Regions from separate parts of the Sus scrofa genome. Here region 1 is linked to region 2. Evidence: chromatin contacts called from public Hi-C data. All regions are on one chromosome and are shown on one strand. The core of a region is the stretch at or near the end of the contact, and the rest is flanking DNA. Distances in the headings are between cores, read along the strand shown. Region 1 holds the start of KIF4A (chromosome-associated kinesin KIF4A). Region 2 holds the start of IGBP1 (immunoglobulin-binding protein 1).

What was found. A called contact is a pair of places that touch in the nucleus more often than the background predicts.
Region 1: a Hi-C map of liver shows a contact between it and region 2, with 6 times the contacts expected there. The contact joins the promoter of KIF4A here to the promoter of IGBP1 in region 2. A contact is called at or near these places in 4 of 47 Hi-C or Micro-C datasets (heart right ventricle, liver and skeletal muscle) and 2 of 2 datasets of contacts at active chromatin or transcription factors (alveolar macrophages and skeletal muscle).

What each region holds. Positions count from the first base shown.
Region 1 is chrX:56,315,783-56,321,738 of Sscrofa11.1, forward strand. It overlaps KIF4A (chromosome-associated kinesin KIF4A), which reads left to right and starts at 3,671. Exons shown (of 31, transcript XM_003360353.4): 1 at 3,671-3,803; 2 at 4,152-4,292; 3 at 4,400-4,514. The coding sequence starts at 4,173. PDZD11 (PDZ domain containing 11) reads right to left here and starts at 3,597. Exons shown (of 7, transcript NM_001001630.1): 1 at 3,524-3,597; 2 at 2,704-2,803; 3 at 2,199-2,282; 4 at 1,889-1,945; 5 at 1,487-1,585; 6 at 1,200-1,260; 7 at 479-1,041. The coding sequence starts at 2,790. The coding sequence ends at 1,007.
Region 2 is chrX:56,172,183-56,178,910 of Sscrofa11.1, forward strand. IGBP1 (immunoglobulin-binding protein 1) reads left to right here and starts at 1,591. Exons shown (of 6, transcript XM_001927370.5): 1 at 1,591-2,368; 2 at 2,751-3,044. The coding sequence starts at 2,178.

The DNA.
Region 1 (5,956 bases), core at 2,421-4,920, 150 kb after region 2:
GGTAACTAAAGAACTAAGAAAATAGCAGAAGGTTATTTGGGAGCTGGGGTGAAGAAAAGGGGGAAATCAGCAGTCAGCACTACTCAACTTATGAGTTGGAAACTGGGAAGCAATTTCCCACTACTGTCCCTGAAAAGAAATGCATCCAAGCCTCTCCCTTAGTTTATGTTCCAGATGAAAGAATCTGGGAAAAGAGAAGACAGAACTATATGAATACTTCCCCCCTGCAGAGAAATGGCCACAGGTCATGGGAGAAGGGGCACTGTTTCTTCCAGTCCCCATCACCCTTATACCATTCCTCAGTTATACTGTAGATAAGGTTCCTGGCCTCTTCAATGTTCTGGCCAGAGAGAGATAGTTGAGGAGTAGGCATAGGGCTGCTCTGTTGCTTCTAGTGGCTCCTCTCTTTGGAATAGCTTTTATTTTTTCCTCAAAAGCAAAAACACCCAATCAGTATCATCCAAAAGTCACACCAGCATTTCCTTAGCATTGTTTTTTACTTTCTGGGGGGAGGAGATAGAAGGAGGGAGGAGGAAGGAAACAGGGATCCACTGGAGTCTCCAAAAGGTATGAGACTGGTAGCATAAGGACGGGATGAGATGGCCAGGTAGATAAGATGGGAGGTCCCCAAGATCCATTTTTCTATTGATTCATACACACTAATGAAAATGATGACATACATGGAATTGCCTAGCACATGGTATTCAACAAATGTCAGCTGCCTTCTCTAGCAAGGGTTCTCCACAGGCTAAGGGTACCTAGACATCGCCATCCTTCTCCTTTCAGGAAATGAAGCTCACCTGGAAAACTAGGGAACTTAAAGTGCAGTACAGTTGAGAAAATGCAGTTGGCTGGCTGGCTCAGTGCAGAGACTGGCTGTCTCCCCATCCCCCTCGCTCCCCTCTGCCAGGGTGGGGCTGAGAGTAGAGCTCCCCAAGTGACTTCCCTGAGGCCTAGCTAGCTTGTCCTAGAAGATTCCATGTGGAGGGCTGAGGGTTGTGAGTCTCTAGTGCACAGTCCTCTCTTTCTGGCGATGATAATCTGGGGAAAAAAGAAAGAAAAGGAGGAAAACAGCAGGTTATTTTCCGGCCTGAGCTCCCAATTCCCCACCCCCAACTTGTGGGGCCTCCAGTAATCAGTATTTAAAGAGCTCCTATCAAGGATTCAGCCCGGTAAGCCAAAAAGAGAGTGGCACTTACTGTAGGGAAAAAAGCGGACACGCATGCTGATTTCACGAGCTGTCTTCAGGATCTCAACAGCCTAGAAGGAACACAGCAGCTTGTACAAATGAAGAGATATGACCCGGGACAGAATCAGAACAGGAGGAAAACAGTTTGCCACTCGAACCTTCTGGGTCACTGACAGCTGCTTCCCTCGTATCAAGGAGAGGTTCTTTCTTATCAAGTTATGGATTAGGCTAATCCTGTCCACTCTCGCCTACCTGGGATGGCTTCATGCCTCACCACAGACCAAGTCCTGTGCTCACCTTGCTGTGCTCAATATCTTGGAAATCCACATCGTTCACAGCTAGGACTTGGTCCCCTTCCTGAAGTCCTGCTCGATGTGCATCAGAGTCAGGAATCACCTGTTGGAAAGGACAGAATATATATAATAAAGGTGGGATAATTTCAAAGAATGTAAGTGAAATTAAGTCCTATTCAAATGTAAGGCACTATTTTAAGTGTGTGTTTGTGTGTGTGTGAGAGACAACATAGGTAAATAGGTGGCTTGCCAAGTGGGAAGTTTTAAGTGGGCAAAGAAGGGTATCCCCAGCATGCCCCTTCTATGAGTCTACTGAATCATCCTTCTCCCCACCCTTGGAACATCAGGGTTCTGCAATCTGATAACAAAGGAAGTGGCTCCATTATTGCCTATGAGGCACACGCACCTTGGAGATGAAAATGCCTAGCTGGGAGGCCTTTCCTCCTCGGATATTAAATCCCAACTGTAAGACAAGAGCACAGAATGGGGGCTCAATACAGACAACAAACACAAAAACATTGAGTAGCATAACTGTACAATAGCTTGGCTTGTGTCCCTCGGAGAGAAGTCAGAAGTTATGGAAGTGGTGTATCAGCTTTTCTGTCCATAAAAGTTTCTTTACCTCCCTAGCTATTTCCCAATCCATCTCTCAACCATGGCAAACTTCTGGGCCTGGTTCTAGCAGGGAATATGAGGCAATTTTTCCATAAGCTCACCTGAGCTCCAGGGGGTTTCTTTAGTGTGACGATGCGGGGAAGAAACTGGGTCAACTCATTGTTGTAGTCTGGGTGGTATACTCTCTGCAAGACACAGCAACCCAAGAAAGCTTACTACCAGTCTACCTTCTGGTAGTCTACCAATCTACCTTCATCTAGAACACAAATCTATCACCCTGAAGCCAGGATAATGTGAAGTCATGGACTTAGTTTAAGTAGAACAGATAACACTGTCCGAATGGGTAGATGGATAGCATGGGGAAATGTTAGCAGCCCAGTAGATCCCCATTTCTTTACCTCAAGAGAAAGGATTTCCCAGAATTCTTTGGTGTAAATGGCCTCTGGCAGGTTTCCCTAAGAAGATCTCAGTGGACCCAGATGCTCAGAATCCAGCTGACTAAGATTAATTCTCCACTGAGCTTTCTAACCCTACCATCCTAGCTTTCATGTATCATCTCATGCTCATGGGAAAAAGCCCTTACTCAAGGGTACAGATGGTTCCCACCTCATGAGGAGGAATCCATGCTGGGGGATTCTCGTAGGCAGGCAGGAAAACCACCGGGTAGTCATCGTAAGGAATCCGGCTGTCCATCTCTACTAAGGCCCTGGAATGTAAGGGTAAATCAAAACTGACGACTATGGTTCAAAAGGCAAAAAAGCTCAGAAGTTTCAGAAACTAATTCCAACTTATCCTAAGGCTGTCAGTCTATAGGCCCAGCCCACCTCTAGGTGATAAAGATTTGGGGAGAGAAGGGAGAAAACCATCAACTTTGCTGAATATCTGGATGCCAAGCAACCTGTTAGATACACTACAGAAGTGATCTCCTTTCTCACAACACTCCTGCAAAATAAATATTACCCTCTTCATTCTAGAGAAGAGGAAATCAGGATCGCGTCTAAAAAATATGTGACTACTAGAGTTCCTGCTGTGGCACAGGGGGTTAAGGATCTGACTGCAGCAGCCTGGGTCGCTGCAGAGGCATAGGTTCAATCCCTGGACTGGCGCAGTTGGTTAGGGATTCGTAACTGCCACAGTCGCTGCTACGGCTGGGATTGGATCCCTGGCCCAGCAACTTCCATTTGCCGTTAGTGCGGCCGAAAAAGAAAGAAAAAAAAATGTAACTACTTTGGAAATCCAACGGAGCGCACACTCCAACTATCCACACGGACTGAGGGCAAGGCACTGCCCCACATTCTCTAATGTGATCGGTAACGGCGTAGGTCCCCAGATCGACCCTTCCTTTACCACCAGCCACTTTCCAGATCCCCGACCCGAATCCTGCTAGAGTCCCGCGCACACGACGCAATACAGGTCGTCGTACTACCTCTCCCACCCGCAGGCCTCAGCCACCTCAGGTTCCGCTCACAGTCAATTCGGTCTGGGAACCGGAAGCGGATGTTCGGCTGCGTCGGAAAGGGGCGGGGTCAGGGTGCGACGCGCGGGCCCTCCCCTCCCAAACGCGTCTTTCTGAGCGCGTCGCGTACGTGCTGGGCCCGCAGGTTGTCTGCGCTTCCATTGGCTGGCGCCTCCAGATTTGAAACTTGGCGGTTAAAGCTCCGGTTGGGACGGGGCGGCGGGAGACGAGGGAAGGGACGTTCAGTTTGGTGAGTTAAGGGGGCACATCTTAGTTCAGGATCTGCCTTTCCCGGTACCGTGGGGCTTTGGTTCTTTGTCGTCGTCTCCTCTGGGCTTTTCCTTTCCATTTCAGACGCCACTTCGCTCTCTTCATTCTGGCCGAAAGGGCAGTCCTGTCGTGGCCAGGTCTGAGGGACAGTGACTTTCCTGAGGCAGAGATCCCGCTGGGAGGCGGAGGCTGCCGCCTTAGGCTATCGCTCTCTTCCCTAACCCACCTCACCCTTGGAGGAGGGCCAGGACTGAGGGACGACACTCTCCCACCCCTGCCGACCTACCAAGATTCATCACCGAGCATCTTTTTTTTTCTGCCCCTGCAGAGACCGTGCCGAGGTAGGATCATGAAGGAAGAGGTGAAGGGCATTCCTGTAAGAGTGGCACTGCGATGTCGCCCTCTGGTCCCCAAAGAGATTAGTGAGGGCTGCCAAATGTGCCTTTCCTTCGTACCCGGGGAACCTCAGGTGCGTAGCCAAGTTCTGGGCCTGCCTGTGAACAGCTGGGGCCAAATGGCAGTGAGGGGCGTGGTCTGGCCTTTTTTTTCTTACTCCTTTTCCCTTGTCTTCTCTAGGTGGTGGTTGGTACTGATAAATCCTTTACCTACGATTTTGTATTTGACCCCTCTACTGAACAGGAGGAAGTCTTCAACACAGCTGTAGCACCACTCATAAAAGGCATATTTAAAGGTGAGGCTCTTTGATTCTTGAGCATACACTACGTGTCAGGCACTATGATGAGGTGCTGCCAGTACAACCATGAATGAGACATAAGTTCTGCCCTCAAAAAACCAATAGCCTAGGAACTCAGTCTCACTTGTCTGAACCCTTGAAACTAGTTTTATACTATATTTGTTTTCTATGGTTCTGCTCATCTTTGACTTGTATACATTTTTGTTTGTTTGTCCTGGCATATCATTAGATTCTAAAGCTCTTTGATGAGTGCTGATGAAGATCAGTGTGCCAGTCTACTTGAGGCCCAGGCACTGCAAAGCCTGTTGAGGGATTCAGAGATAAATAATATATCTTCCATGGCCCCGAGGAGTTCAAAGTCCAGGGATAGGAGCGGAAGTAGATGACTACATACAGAAGAAATACATAAGAAATTTTAAATGTTTAACTTCTCTCTTTAAGAAAAAATATTTTAAAAGTTAAAACCTTTGAGGTTTCCTAAAGCCCCTAAAAACTCTGGCCAGAGTATTTTTTATTTATTTCTACTCTTTCTATTTTGTTTATATTTACTGCAGAAGCTAAGGCTTTATTATTTTATTTATATTTACTGCAGGAGCTAAGGCTTTATTATTTTATTTATATTTATTGCAGAAGCTAAGGCTTTATTAATAAGGTGTTATTGAAGACCATAGCAAAGTTCTGAAGAAAAGAGCAGTGCCTGAGAGGTATCTAATTGTTACTCTACTACAGAGGTTATTCAGGATTCAGAGCAGAGGGCTGTTTAAAAGAAGTAGAACCAAGGCACAATAGTCCCTTAAAGTTGAAAGGGACATTTGTACATCATCTAGTCTAACATTCCATCCTAAGAAAAATACTTTCTAGCAATATCTCTGTTAAGTGAACTTCCAACATCTGGTTAACATTTTTTTTCTTGGACAGGGATATCACTGACTCCTACTCCTGTTGATTGGTTTTTGTCTGTTAGTATTTGTTTTATGTATTTGGGTGCTCCTATATTGGGTGCATATATGTTGATGAGTGTAATATCCTCTTCTTGTATTGATCCTTTTTTGATTGGTTTTTGGACAACTCTAATTGTGTTAGATTATACTGAGATGAAATTCGCTTCCTGGTAATTTCTACCCAGTGATGTTAGTTCATCCATCTAAACAAACAGACACCTTCTTCCAGGGAACAGCTATTCGCATATTTTTCTTTCACTTTTTTTTTAATGATGTCATGGCTCAGGATGCATTGAACACTTTGTTTCAAATTTCTTAAATGTTAAAACAGTAACCTCAAACTTACAGAAATATTGCAAGAACAGCATAAAGAACTTTTTTTTCCTGAACCATTTGGGATAAGTTGTTGACCTGAATAAATTGATGGCCCCCTGAATACTTTAGTGTATATTTACTACAAACAAGAACTTTCTCCTACATAACTATAGTACAGCCATC
Region 2 (6,728 bases), core at 341-2,840:
TAATATACACTGAAAGTAATTGGCAACCCTCATGAAGACTGTCCTTTTGAAAGCCATAGAAAAATGGCTTACAAAGTTCAGGACCAAATTCAAATTCTGCATGTTATTTTTTTCTCTTAGGTAATAGTAAATGCTGTGTCATAATCCAAACAAATGTGCGAGAACAAATTATCTTTAGTCTCTCAATTACTGACTCTCTAACTCTTCTCCACAAGTACCATCTTTCTTCTTTGTATTCCTGGCCAAGGCTGACCCTGAAAGTTCAGTTTATTAGAGTCATTAGAGGTGCTAGACAAATCAAATAGGTAATTTGACAGAGCCTCCCTTCCTCCTCAGCTTCTAAAGCAGATTGCAAGAGATTTATTAGAATCACCTGGGAAGCTTTTTCAACCCACACTTATGCCCCACTCTCCTCTCCTTCTTGCCAAGCGCTGTTTTAGCTTGGGGCTTCTTTCTGTCCCACATAAAAGGCCTCTCCATTCTTTTAAATCCTACTCAATTTAAGACGGATGGAGTAAAAACAGTTGAACCTGCAAGACATTGGCTTTGTGACAACTGGTTGGGCAAGCCACTTAACTTATCTGGTCTCAGCTTTTTCCTCTGATTTTTGAGGTCCCCTTCCAACTTTGAAATTCTATGACCTAATGTCATGTCTTTGAAGCTTTCTGACTACTCCTGGCATAGAATGACTTCTTGTCATTTCTTGGTTTTCCAACAACCTGTGCAATACAGCATATCTTCCAGTTATATACTGTCCTATATTGCCCTCTAGTTGTTTTTACATGGAAAATTTTTTCTTCTCAATGATAGTTAAAATATATTTAGTTTTAAAAGCTTATTTTCCAGAGCAGGTAGCATGTGTTTTACTTAATTCTCCTAGGATACCTCGGGGGTGTCCTTAGGTAATCAGTATATATTTATATTGACTTGTTCAAAGGAATGTGGTCCCTTCTTTCAAAGTCCTGGAATTATATTTTTACATCAGCGCTGTCCAATAGAAATGTAATATGAGCCACAAACGTGAGCCTGATATGTAATTCTAAGTTTCCTAGTAGGCACATTAAAAAAGTGAAAATACACAAGTGAAATTAATTTTAATAATATATTTACCCCAATACATACAAAACATTAGAATTTCAACATGTAGTCAGTGTAAAAATTAAGATACTTCATATTTTTTCATAATAAGTTGTCAAAAACCGGTGTATAGTTGATATTTACAGTACATCTCAGTTCAAAAGAGCCGCAGACAAGTGCTCAATGGCCCCATGTGGCCAGTGGCTACCATATTAAGCAGCGCAGTTCTGTGTAACTGGGCTGCTTTCCAAAGCTATCACTTATTTTTTATTCAGGTGATATCAGGCTCACGTTTGTGGCACTTAATGAGTGCCAGAGGGGTGCAAAAATTAATATTCTGGCACAGGAGATAGGTTTGTAAATCACTAGCGGAAATAGTGGTAGGTGTTCTGATAGAGATGCAGAGAAAATGAAAATTTTCTGTGACTTGGCAGGGGAGAGGAGCTCAAGGAAGGTTTCACGGAGGAAGTAACTTTTGAGTGGGTGTGTGGTGTGGTGTGTAGGAGGGGTGACTGGGAAGGGGGCGGACGAGGATTGGCTGGGAGGAACCCAGCTCTCCGGCTGCTGGGTGGACGGAAGCCGGAGGGGGGCGCTACTCTCACTTCGCGCTCGGACGCGTAGACCTGCGCACCGAGCGAGCGTCGCGGAGGCCAAGTCCCCGGCCGTCCCGGCCGGTTAGCCCAGGGAGCACCTTGCGAGGTAAGGCGCAGGACTGGCCAGCTCATGGAGCGCGCCCGCCCTCGCTCCCTATTCGGTCTCGGCCTCAGAGCCCACAAGAAAATTTTCTTTCCAGCCCGGGGTGGCGACGAGGAGCCAAGCGTAAAAGCGGCGCCTAGGGTTTGCTTGTTTGTCTGCGTGTGTGTGTTCGTAACAGATGTCTACTACTTGTAATAGGCAGCCTGGTAAAATGAGTCTGTGGAAACGGTTGCTAGGCTCAGTTAACTGCCGCCTCCGGAAGTTTTCAGCCGCTTGTGTAACAATGGGGCTACCGGACCAATGCGGTGCCCCTTCCGGTTTTGTCCCTTTTCTCCGAGCTCATTACCACCAAGGTTGCCTTTGACCCCGGAAGTGAGATCCTCCGGGTTCCTCCCTCCCTCAAGATGGCAGCAGCCGAAGATGAGTTACTGCTACCGCGGCTCCCCGAACTGTTCGAAACCAGCAAGCAGCTCCTGGATGAGGTGGAAGTAGCGACTGAACCCACTGGCTCCCGCATAATCCAAGATAAAGTGGTCAAGGGACTAGACCTCCTGAAGAAGGCTGCCGAAATGTTATCGCAGCTCGACCTGTTCAGGTATGGGAAGAGGGTAATAACGGCTGAGAACGGCTCAGAACGCAGGTAATAATGGTTACCCAGGGTGGAGCCATTGAGCCGGGGTGGAGGAGCACTTTAGAACCGGCAACCTTTCCTTTCTATTTCCCACTGCGATCTTTTGTACATTGTTTACATTCTCCACCTCCCTTCCGAGATAGTTAAGATCCCATGACTCTGCTCCCTAGTGTCAGCTATTTGCATAGGCATTGGGCGTGAGCGCTCAGCTAGCTGCTTTCATTGTAGAAAGCCGGCAGCTGTTCCCAGTGCGTTTTCCCTTTGTCCCACTCCCACCCACCCCCCTCCTAGGAGAGGAGTTTGAATGCCCAACCAGGCTTCACAGCCTCCTCTTTGCTCTTTCCAGCCGAAATGAAGATTTGGAAGAGATTGCTTCCACCGACCTGAAGTACCTGATGGTGCCAGCATTTCAAGGAGCGTTCGCCTTGAAACAAGTCAACCTCAGCAAACGTCTAGAACACTTGCAGTGGGCTCGAGAACACTTTTCAAACTATTTAACTCAGTGCCAATACTATCATGTGGCAGAGTTTGAGCTGCCCAAAACCAAGACCAACTCAGCAGAAAATAACACTGCTAATTCCTCCGTGGCCTATCCTAGCCTCGTTGCTATGGCATCTCAGAGACAGGCTAAGATAGAGAGGTGGGTCATTTGAGGACTGCTCAATGGCAGTGCCATCGGAGGGGAGGGGTGCATGTTTTTTTGGTTTGTTTTTTCTGGCAGGGGTGAGCTGGGAAACTGATGTAAACTCTTTGGGTTCTTACTGAGCGTAGTCCATGGTGAGAGCTAACTCTCCTGAGTTTTTCAAGAAGCCTCTGCCTTTGTTGAGATGATCATATCTAACCGTCAGACTCCTAGCACCTTACGATTGCTTATAGCAGAATGTCTCCCACTCTCTCTCAGGTAGCAGCATAACAATATTCACGTGGTACCCTGAGGTAAGTATATCTGGAGGGCACAGTATCTTGTAGCTGTAGTCCATCTGTGGTCCATTGTTTGAGAAGCTCTGTTCCAGCAATACTGGATCAGGTGTGTAACATCCTGGCACAGCTTTATCATGTGACCTTGAACACCTTGCTCTCTTAATTTAGTTTTTAGAAAATATTTAATGAGTGCTCACAGTGTTTAGAAGCTATGCTAAGTCCTGGGGATACAAACTGGGTATGGATATTTGTATGAATATGGGCGGTCTCTGCCTTGGAGGAGCATACAGTCTACTGAGGAAAAGAGGCATAGAAACAGAGTGTGGTAGGCATAGAAACAAAACAATGTGATAGGGAGATGCAGAAGGTACCGAGAGAGCAGACAGGAAGGACACTTGACCAAAGAGGGAGCAGGAGAGAGGAGAAGGCTTCCTTGAAGAGGTGACTCCTGTGGTGAGCTGTTTAAGAATGCATAGGAGTATTATCTAGAGGAAGAGGAAAGGAGGGCTTTAGCCAGCAAAGATAATAGCATAAGTAAAGCTACAGGGGCATTAAAGAGCACAGTGCTGAGGCGGAGAACAACTATAAGCAATTAGGTGATGCTAGAACACAAAGTGGGTGGTGAGAGGCGGGAAAGAATGATGCTGAAGAATGTTGTAGGGTTCAGCTCAGGGAGAGCTTGGGGTGTGAGGAGGGTGAAAGAATAACCTTGATCCTGAGAACTTGGGAAGAGGTTTGAATCCCAGTTCCAACATTTAATCGTTCTGACTTTGGGGCGGTTGCTTAATCTCTCGGTGCCTTAATTTTCACCAGCTGTAAAATTGGCTAATAATAGGTCCTATAAAATAGTTAGGAAGAGTAGAAGAGAAACTCATAAAAAGAATTTAGCACAATGTCGGATATAGTGAGCTCTCAAAGTCAGTTATTATATCTTTGTAGTTGAGTACAGGTGGTAGAGTCAGAAACCTGGCTTTGAGACCCAGCGTGACTTATAAGCCATTGGACTTTGGGTAATTTATGTAACCTATCTAAGCCTTCAGTGACCTCCTATGTGGTGTCTAAGTAATAATGGTATCTACCTCATAGAGTTAAGAGGCATTAATAATAGTGAACCACATAAAACACAGTATCTGGCACATTGTAAGTGTTCTATAAACATTACCCACTGTTAGGCTATGCTAATGAGCTTAAACTTTAGTTTTGATGATTTGGGATCCACTGGAGCATTTTTCTTTAGGTGATGCTAGAACACAAAGTGGGTGGTGAGAGGCGGGAAAGAATGATGCTGAAGAATGTTGTAGGGTTCAGCTCAGGGAGAGCTTGGGGTGTGAGGAGGGTGAAAGAATAACCTTGATCCTGAGAACTTGGGAAGAGGTTTGAATCCCAGTTCCAACATTTAATCGTTCTGACTTTGGGGCGGTTGCTTAATCTCTCGGTGCCTTAATTTTCACCAGCTGTAAAATTGGCTAATAATAGGTCCTATAAAATAGTTAGGAAGAGTAGAAGAGAAACTCATAAAAAGAATTTAGCACAATGTCGGATATAGTGAGCTCTCAAAGTCAGTTATTATATCTTTGTAGTTGAGTACAGGTGGTAGAGTCAGAAACCTGGCTTTGAGACCCAGCGTGACTTATAAGCCATTGGACTTTGGGTAATTTATGTAACCTATCTAAGCCTTCAGTGACCTCCTATGTGGTGTCTAAGTAATAATGGTATCTACCTCATAGAGTTAAGAGGCATTAATAATAGTGAACCACATAAAACACAGTATCTGGCACATTGTAAGTGTTCTATAAACATTACCCACTGTTAGGCTATGCTAATGAGCTTAAACTTTAGTTTTGATGATTTGGGATCCACTGGAGCATTTTTCTTTTTTCCCTTAAAGAGTGGCAAGGTCATATTTGTATTTTAACTAGCATACTCTGGCAGCAGTTAGAAAGCATCCCGAGGGAGAATATTAGATCCAGTTAGGTCACAGATGTGATGAGGCCTTATCACTACAATGGCAGAAAGGATGGGGGTATATTTATTTATAGGGTTGAATCTGGTGATCGGCTGTGGCAGATGAGGTAGAAGGAAGCAGCAAGGAAGATGTCTATGTTTCTAACTTAGGTGGATGGCCATGGAACTCATTGAGATGGGGGGTGGAGGAGGAAGAATAGATTAGGGGAGAGTATGAATTCTATATTGAGACACGTTGCATTTAAGATGCCTAGGAGACATCTAGGTAGAGGTATCTGGTAGCGTGAAGCTTAGGGGAAAGGAAAGGCCTTATCTAGAGAGCTGAAAATTGATTGGCTCATTTAAAATATTTATTGAGCTTTTTTTTTGTGCCAGGAACTGTTCTAGGTAATGGAAAACTAGACAAAGTCCATGCCCTTATAGAGCTTTTATTTTGGTGGTGGAGAGTAAGCTAGTAAATAGTTGACTTTAGGTGGTAAGGGCTTTAAAGAATAATAAAGTAGGATTAAGAGCTATTGTGTGACAGTAGATGATTTGAGGAAATATGATAGCTGATGAAGTGGAATTCAGCATCATGTCCTTTGTAAGAAGGTAGGGGCAGCCCGTTGGCATATAACAGGTAGTTTAAGCAGTGAGTTTGGTGTCCAAATAAACTAAAAAACTAAATGCCATAGAGAGATACAAATGGTGTTGTGGAGAAAGACCAGGGAGTGATCACATCTGGTTGGAGGAATGATAAGAAAAAGGTTTCAGAATGTAGTACTATTTGAAATGAGCCTAGAAGGATGGTTAAAAATGGAAGTTACAGGTTTGCCTGAATGTAAAAGTAACTCATAGAAAGTTGGAAAACAGAATATTTTTAAAATTAAAAATAAGCCTTGGAGTTCCCGTAGTGGCTCAGTGGTTAACGAATCGGACTAGGAACCACGATGTTGCGGGTTTGATCCCTGGCCTTGCTCAGGGGTTCAGGATCCGGCGTTGCCGTGAGCTGTGGTGTAGGTCGCAGACGCGGCTCAGATCCCGAGTTGCTGTGGCTCTGGTGTAGGCCAGCGGCTACAGCTCCGATTCAACCCCTAGCCTGGGAACCTCCATATGCCACGGGAGCGGCCCAAGAAAAGGCAAAAAGATGAAAAAAAAAAAAAAAAAAAAGCCTTTATCCTAGCACTCAGAGATGATCTTTGTTAACTTGTGATGTATTTCCTTCCAGATAGTTATTTTAGCTAATAAATTTGAAATAATACTGTAAATACAGGTTTTTTTTTTGTCTTTTTTTTTAACCTAACATCTTACTGTGATTTTCCCATGTCTTTTGAAGTCGTGATATTTAGTGGTCAAATAATATTCCATCTTAGGGTTGTATCATAATTATTTAAACTAACATTTTATTGTCAAATACTTAAGACTATTTAAGGGTTTTGGGGTTTTTTTTGTTTGTTTT